2 separate regions of the Mus musculus genome follow, and region 1 is linked to region 2. A link is a contact called in public promoter capture Hi-C data. All regions are on one chromosome and are shown on one strand. Each heading gives the region's core, a stretch centred on a gene start, on an enhancer-like site or on the middle of the called end of the contact. The rest is flanking DNA. Distances are from core to core; before and after follow the strand shown. Region 1 holds the start of Ddah1 (dimethylarginine dimethylaminohydrolase 1). Region 2 holds the start of Clca3a2 (chloride channel accessory 3A2).

Region 1 (4,424 bases), core at 447-2,946, 940 kb after region 2:
TCCTCTACTGAACTAGAACTCATTGTGTAGACCATGCTAGCCTCAAGCCTCCCTCTGCCTCAATCGGACTTGAGTTTTAGGTGCAAGCCACCACACCTCGTTCAATTATAATACTTGATTATGGAAATGACCTGTACGTTAGTAGTGTGCTGCACCCCGTGGGGGAGGAGACTATCGCCTTAGACTATTTCAGAATTTTGGAGGTGGTCTCCTTGAGAAGAGCACACCCCCTGGATTATTTAAACTTTGATATGTGAAAGAGGAAAAAGAACAGGCTTTGTATCACCATCAAAGAAAGGACGGATTCTTGAGCGGCAAAGAGGGAAGGTCGAGAAGTGACAGGAATTCCGAAAGGTGTGTTCCCACAGGAAGGGCGAGGCTGTAAGGAAGCTGGAATCTCCTTCCGAAGGTCAAGGAACTGAATTGTGACCGCGGGGGTGGGGGGTGGGGGGGGCAGAGTTCTATTGTGGGAACAAAATGCTAGCTCCTTGCTTCTAGCAGGCTCTGGAAATAAACACATTGGAATCACATTTTCTTCAGAACTGATTGCACTGAGAAAAGTATTCTAGGGTCAATCTTTGTTACCTGAGCTTTAGGGCAAAAGCTCTGGGCGTCCCCGGGGACTAAGCTCTAGCACCAGTCCTCAAAAGAAGCGTGTTGGTGAAGAGCAGATAAAGACTTCATCCACGTGGCTTCATTACGGGGTTCGGAGACTCCCAAGTCCATCTTTGGAGTCCTGATGAGAATGTTAGCGAGAGGAAGTGGGGGGTGGGGGGGCGAGGGTTTTGCCAATCCCACTGCCCTGGTGAGATACAGCTGGGTTCTTGCAGTCTTCGTTGTTTAAGGTAGTTGTGGGGACTGGATGAGGTGGTTGATCCTTCTCGGAATGGATGCTGTAAGCTCATCAGGGGTGAAATGTCGCCCAAGGTCTGTTGTGACCACAGGTTTATTAAAACAGTGACTTTGAAGTGTATCTTGGGAAGCCTGGAATAGGACATTGTTAAAGCCCACAGTACCATCCCTCACCCTATCTCTGTGCCTTCAGCCTCGAATGGGGATGAGATAGGGTAGGTATGTGTGCTGGTTTCTAGATAAACACTCCTTTATTGAATGACAAGCCTAGTGCAGTTAAAGAAAAACGGAGAAAACAAGAAGAGGCATTCTTCCCACTTTAAATTGCCTTGTGGGCTTGAAGTATCACTGTTCCTAGATACTTATTGTAACTGTGTGTCTGTCTTTTGGGTTACTTTCTCCTGGGTGGGAAGAAATGCATTCTTTATACTATACTGAGTTTCACGTGGGGCAGTTGGTCAATTTGGAGAAAGTCGAGGTAATTTGGGTGAAGACAGGCTGCCACGCTGAGAACCGAGGTTCCACGTGCTGGATAAAAAGAGAAGAAGAGAAAGGGAAAGTTTATCCATAAACAATCGCCCTTCACCTGGTCCCCTGACCGTGAAGTCTTCTCCAGCAGGTCCAGTTCAGCACTGCCTAATTTCCAGGTCCTCATGGGGACCATGTGAGGCGTGCACCTGCGGTGGGATACACACACCACGGAGGGAGTCATTGCTGATTAAGTCCCTGGCCTCCGCATCCCGATTGACCCAGGCCGGTCTGCGGCAGATGCGGAGAGCATAGGAATAGGCCCGCGGGCGCTGGGCCGGCGCCCGGAGCTCTGGGCATGCTCAGTGGCGCGGGCAGGGCTCCGGGCGCGAGCCGGGCTCCCGCAGCAGCACATTCATCGGCTGCCAAGAGGAGCCGCCGGGCGCTCGCAGGCTCGCAGGCTCGCAGGCTGGGCGCGCGCTGCTCTCGGGAGGACCGAGCCACCGACTCAAACCCAGCCACCGTCGCCTCCTCTCCGCGCGAACCATGGCCGGCCTCGGCCACCCCTCCGCCTTCGGCCGGGCCACCCACGCCGTGGTGCGGGCTCCGCCCGAGTCCCTGTGCCGCCACGCGCTGAGGCGCTCGCAGGGCGAGGAGGTGGATTTCGCTCGCGCCGAGCGCCAGCACGAGCTCTACGTGGGCGTGCTGGGCAGCAAGCTGGGGCTGCAGGTGGTGCAGCTGCCCGCCGACGAGAGCCTGCCCGACTGCGTGTTCGTGGAGGACGTGGCCGTCGTGTGCGAGGAGACGGCCCTCATCACCCGCCCCGGGGCGCCCAGCCGCAGGAAGGAGGTAACGGGCCAGCCCCCGGGCAGACGACGCGAGGGGCGCGGCCGAGGGGGGACGCTCGTGGAACTGACCCCGCGGGCTCAGTTCCCAACTTCCCACCGCCGGACTCCGGGCGGCGTGGCTGGGTGTGGGAAATCCGAGCCAGATAACTTCATTGTTCACACCTCCTCGCAGTCGGGGAGCCTTTGAGTCGATCTCAGTTGGAGTGTAGTGACGAGGACTTGGGCAGGTGGCTGGGCTGGAGACCCAGAGCGCCAGAGGTTCTATCTTGCAAATTACACAGCGCTGAGGACAATGCTACTCTTGTTTCCTTGCCAGTGAGGACAGAGAAGGGTCCTCCCGGAGGGCAGGTGGAGGCTTGGGGGGGGGGGGTCCCCAAGTCCTGCAGGGATTCCTTTGGGGGAGCTCCTGGCAGGGCGGACCAGGTGACACCAGGCAGAGACTATGCCCAGAGACCCAAGGAATTCAAGTTACTTTTCAGTGGTGGCGAGTGAGTCTTGAAGAACTGGCAAGCGAATGTGTTCAGCGTTTTGTTAGTGAGCTGTGTTTAAATGTGTTTGTGAATGGGCCGGGTTTGAAAAGCTGTGCTTGCTGCGGGGTGCTCCGTTTCATTAGCAATGGGAGGTTTTTTGGTTTTTGTTTTTGTTTTTTTAATAAGTTCTGTCATTTTAATCTCTCTCTCCCCTCTCTCTCTGCAATTAAGACTGCTTTTTGTTTTCTTCAAGGGGCCAACACATTATCGTATCTTGTAGAAATGGCTGTAACTGCTTTAAAAATAATGTAGGTTAGTGGGAGAGAGGCACAGACACACGAGTTTAGATTTTAAAATGCCATCTGGCCTGGGATTTTTCTGACTGCCAGAGAAGAGCCCAGCCTTAAGATTCTCCCACACTCTTGGCATCCAGCAGTGTGACACGATGCAGGTGGTTTTTTTCCTATCTGAGGGGTTTTCTTCCTTGTTTTTGTTTGTTTTGTTTGTTTTTTTTCACTTTTCTGTCGCATTGCAAGTAGTTCTTTGGGCTTATGATTTAAATATGCCTATTCCACCCTTGATCTGCTTGCCTGGTGAAATCCTAGAGATTGAGTATAATCAAAGTCTACCTATTTGCCATTTAGGTAGCTCTTCTCTCTACACTTCAAAAGTAGCAGGTATCATTCTCTTAGCCTGTCCACTTTCCCTTTCCAATTTGACCTATACAAATGGCTTCCACTCTATTTTAACCTAATATGAATGTAGCAATGGTGGATAGGTTGGGATGCTAAATAGATAAAATAGACGTCAAAACTCTCAAAATGGTACTCGTCTAACAAGACTTCCTTTCTTCTCTTGACCCTAATCGCCCTTATTTAGTCCATCTTACTTCAGGAAGGTTCATCTCTATGGAACACAAATAACATATTATTTGTGCAATTAACTTTCCAAGTTCGGATTTTCCAATATAAGAGCTAGCAGTGATCTTTCTCCTGGTGATATTTTGATATTTTAAATGTCAGAATTTGACTCCACTCTGTAGTCAGCTCAGTGGACCCGTACTTGCCAAAGGTCACGCAGAACTCTTGTTGTGTTTTCCTTCTCTGTGTAGGGCATTGAACTCAGGACCTTGCCAACAGTAGGTAAGCATTCTACCTCTGAGCTGTAGCTTCTGTTTCCCAGGGGGAGGGAAGGCAAGCCACCTCCATGCTTTGGGCTACATCTTGATCTGCTCAGTGGCACTGTCATGATCTCTCTATAAAGCACTTTTACTCCTGCACATATGGGTCTGTGTTGATAGGGTAAGGTAAGGCACCTCCTAGCTGGAGAGGAGATGACAGTCATGGTTGGGTAGGGTGCTCCTGGCAAACAGGGGTATGCAGGGTGATGCTCGCTAATATCTCTCACAGCGCGGTGTGCCACCTTCACAGGAATTGATGCCTGATGAATGGATAAATGGATACATGGATGTTTGAGATGAACGAAAAGTATTGAACTTCAAGTGTTGATACTTAATGAATCAAGTGTTGATGCTTACTGAATTGAATCAAGTGTTGATAATGAATGAAATACTGAACAGACAAGCTGATAGTAATCTCAGTTATTGATGCTCATTGGGTGGATGAATGGATAGATGGATGAAGAACTTATGAGCTTCAGTATAGATGCTTATTGAACAAATGAGTGAATCCATCAGTAAGTCAACAAAATGGTAAACAGACAAGCAAGTGGTAACTCCAGGGTCCTTTTTGGATCTAGATGCAGTGGTTGGTGTGTGTGTGTGTGT
Region 2 (4,286 bases), core at 1,075-3,574:
AAGTTATCAGTGAGTAGGAAGTTTGGAGTGAAGTGTATGTACTGTCCTCTGTCCCCACACTGTCCATACTGAAGGGTGTAGGGGTCGTCTCCATGTTGCAGGTGAGGATCCGCAACTATGACGTCTGCCTAAAGTGCAGAACAGCAAACCCAGTCAGATTCCAAAATGTTAGAATCAAGAGATTTTACAAACAAGGACTGTCTCACTTAAGTGATAAAAGTTAGGGTTGAGTAGAGGGCTCCGTGGGTAAAGTGCTTTCTGTTTATGCACAAGAACGGGAGTTTCGGTCCCAATACCCACTCAAAAGCTGGGCATGGTGACGTGTGTTTGTAACCCCACTGGAGAAGTGGTAGAGACAGACAGACTACCAGAGATTGTTCTCTAGCTAGCCTACCCAAATTGATGACTCTCAGGTTCAGTAACAGACCTTGTCTTTAAAAGTTAAAGGTCCAAAGCAAATAGAGGAAACCACCTAATATTAACCTCTGACTCCTACATGATCACACACACACACACACACACACACACACACACACACACACACACTTGGGGAGAGCATGTGTGTGCTTCCACACACATACACAAACATGTGAATGTGTACACATAGTCCACACAGATGTACACACAAGCACACAAAAGCAACAAAAAGTTTTAATACTTATTACTAACTTAATGGTTAACAATTATCAAACCTTGTAAACATTCATTTGGAAACCCACAAGAAACAGTTTAGGAGCTGGACAGGAAACCTACTTTGTCGTACGATTCTCGTTTTGGCATTAAGTACTCAGATTTTGACTTCCAGGTCATCGGGACTAATATGCTTATGTTCCTGAAATAAACTCTTCCTTGGCTGGCTTCAAACAGGTAGGTAGAAGCTTGAGTTACCATTTCCTGAGAAAATGAAAAGTGCATTGTGGTAGCAATCTCGAAACAAACTGAGCATAAATCATCTATACATAAACCAGAAGAAGCAAACGGAGGCTCCTCTTCCTCAAGTGTGTGTGCACAGAGTAACTGAAAAACTGGGATACATTTAACTGAATCTCTTGGATCCGTAAACTCATTTCCACATGCCCAAAGCTAACCCTGACCTTCACCTGCCCACCCCTCCAGGTGGCAGTTGGATTGGAGATGCGACGTGAGGCATAACAGGGATGAAAGTCAGAAGTCTGCAGGCAAGTGGTGTGTTAATCAATTTTTTTTACAATTGCATTGTTCAAACTCACAGGGAACTTAAGGTCTGGTAATTATTATATTCTATGTTAATTAAAATTGCTTTTGTTTTATTTTGAGTTACTGCCCAAGTAGAGCATATAAATAAATGACCAGATTATTAAAAAAACACACATTTTTTGGGTAAACTTTATATACGAATGTGTCTACACCCTTCCCCCATTCCTCCCACAACCCTCACTCTCCCTAACAAATTCACGACCTCATCTTCAATTATTATTGTTACACATATGTATACACAGCTATATTTATAACCCATTGAGTCACTCTGGCATGGCTCAAGAGCTAATAATAAAGACAAATAAGACTGGTTTGCTTCTGCCTGCTACTTGCTACAATCCTACAAATAATTCATTCAATTTTTAGAGGAACCCAGCCTTCTGCTCCTAAGCACTGCATGGAGATGTTGCAAGGACCTATGGACAAAGTACACAGGATGCAAACATTTTTATTAAACAAGTGCAATTAGAAACACATCAGCTTTAAGCATGTGTAAGTTTTCCTTCAAGGTAAGATAGGTAAGGATTTTCGGTTTTCCAAAGTTGAGCACGTAGGAGCAGCTGGAGGAGTGGGCAGGACATTTGCTGTATAGACTGTGTAAACCAACATTACTAAGATAAAGTGTGAGAACTCTTCTTCTTCTGAAGTCTCTTACCTTATCAAGTTAATAAATTATTAACAGGTTAAACACAGATTTTATTATATAATAAAATATAATGCTAGGCAGATTCCCATCATGACTGAAGATAATACTGCAGGCATGATGAAGACGGTCAAAGCGCCCCTTGGGAGGGTAAAACCGTGTGTGTGAGTGTGTAACTGTGTGTGTGAGTGTGTAACTGTGTGTGTGAGTTTGGATGTGCAGGCAACAGAATTATTGACCTGACAATAAAACCCCTTCTTACCTTTATGCTTGGGATGAGCCTTTCGTCCTCTGGCACACTGGGGTTAATGGCAATGACCACACCCTCGTATCCATTGCTGTTGAGATGCACCATGGAGCTCTCTGTGTTCTGCAGGAGATGCAGGGTGAGGAACAGAAGGACCTGCAGCCCTGGCACCATGGTCGCACTGCTCCAGTGAGAAGGAGCAGCACAGAAGGGCATTTATGTGTGTGCCTCGCTCGGGAATTTGAATCACGGCCAGAATATTTGCATAATTTGATAGAAATGCTGATATCTCTTGGGACTTTCCTTTTCTCCAACTGTTGACAGTATTCCACTGTGCCAGCCCAGGCTTGATGTACCTTATCTGTAAGATCCTCCCACATTATTTTTCTTGGAGTATCTTAAAGTTTTTTACCTTTCCCGAGTCACTGTTGTACTCTGTCTTGTTGCTTAAGCTCATCTTACCAACATAACACATCTTCTTACTAGATTTTAAATATTTTGTTAGCAAGAGATTATTTTTCTGAGTATAACTTCTCTCTCAGCCTCAATTTTTCTGACTCAAAACGAGGTCAATGAGGTCTTTAAAAAGGAATGTTGTGAAGATTAAATGTAATAACTCCTGAAGCAGGGCATGGGGCCTTATATTGCTGTGTTACACATGGAGTAGACCCTTTTAAAAAGAAAAGCCAGAAACAACAGAAGAAGAAGAAGAAGAGGAAGAAGAAGAAGAAGAAGAAGAAGAAGAAGAAGAAGAAGAAGAAGAAGAAGAAGAAGAAGAAGAAGAAGAAGAAGAAGAAGAAGAAGAAGAAAAGAGTTTCCTAGGGCCATCTGTAGTAAGAAATTTTGTTTCTTTAAAGACAGAAATATTATGAGAATGTGTTTTTCTTTTTATTCCCAGGTGTGGGACATGGAGCTGTGGGTTAGCACTTAAGCACACAGTGCCCTTGCAGTGTCCAGTACCAAGCCAGGCACTCCCATCCATCTGTAACCCTAGGTTCCAGGAATTCAACGCTTCTAGCCTGCTTTGGCACCTGAACTCATACACACACAACCACACACAGTCATACACACATACATGTAATTAACAGTGATAAAAAAAATCTTAAAAATACAGCATAAGAGAAATCTATTCTCTTGTCTGGAATGGAGACTCTCATCTTCTCTGTGACAAAACTGTTATACAATCTGGGGAGTACTACATGAGAGAATGCAGGAAAAGCACTTCAAGCAGGACTTTGACACTTAAAAAACTCAACTAGAATTATACACTATTATTAAACATCACATGCTGTTGTAAGTGTCAATGCTGACATAAGATTGCTAATTAAAATTTGTTTTTATGGCTTTAATTTGTAAAACTGTAAATAGAGTCTTCCAGGGTTTATGCTGGGAATGAGAAATCCCTGAGCTGCCCGAGGCTATGGGAAAAGCCAGCTGGTTGCAGGGAAAACTTAGCTTTCCTTCATGTTCTTATCTTCAACTATTGGGCCTGTCCCAGCTTGCAGTCCAAGCTTGATAAAGGCTGTGAAATCTTCCCACACTGTCCCCACTATAAGCATTTTTCTTTCTATCTACTTGAGTCACTGCTATGGCACCCCATCTGTTTATCTTGGGTGAATTTGGGCATACATAATGTATCACCTTAATAGCTCAACCATTTTCCTTCTGTCAAGAAAACTCTCCATCACAACTTAGCCTCTCTCATTCCCAATTTCCATAGCTGTAAAATGAGGAGAGCAAGTATCTTTCTAAAAACAAACAAAACAAAACAAAAACATTGCAAACATTAAATAAAATAATGCCTGAAACATCTGGTGTCCTACACTGCTGGATTACATATGTAATGAGACTGTCTCAGAAAACAAAACAAAACAAACAAGCAAAAAGCCCAAACCAATGTAACTAACTAAATAAAAGAGAAACATAATAAAGAGCACTTGCCATAGCAAGTGACCCTCCACCACCCAGTAAATCTCTTGTTGCCCTTCACCCACACAAAAGATGAGCATGCTTCTCTATGGTCTGTGCCCCTTACTGGTGCTCTGTATGAGTGTAGGATGCCGTCAGTGTGGGCATTGCCCCTGAAGGACTTGAAGACTTTTTTCGTGGATTAAGTTGGAATAAAATAATATTCAAAATACAAGTGAGAGTGGGGAAGGT

Evidence for each region. Promoter capture Hi-C pulls out the DNA fragments that hold promoters and counts their contacts.
Region 1: a contact with region 2 is called in a promoter capture Hi-C map of hippocampal neurons, with 2.1 times the contacts expected there. The contact joins the promoter of Ddah1 here to the promoter of Clca3a2 in region 2. A contact is called at or near these places in 2 of 39 promoter capture datasets (the SN4741 cell line and hippocampal neurons).

Annotation. Positions count from the first base shown.
Region 1 is chr3:145,756,996-145,761,419 of GRCm38.p6, forward strand. Ddah1 (dimethylarginine dimethylaminohydrolase 1) reads left to right here and starts at 1,697. Exons shown (of 6, transcript NM_026993.3): 1 at 1,697-2,169. The coding sequence starts at 1,867.
Region 2 is chr3:144,817,170-144,821,455 of GRCm38.p6, forward strand. It overlaps Clca3a2 (chloride channel accessory 3A2), which reads right to left and starts at 2,325. Exons shown (of 14, transcript NM_030601.3): 1 at 2,142-2,325; 2 at 754-894; 3 at 1-128. The coding sequence starts at 2,300.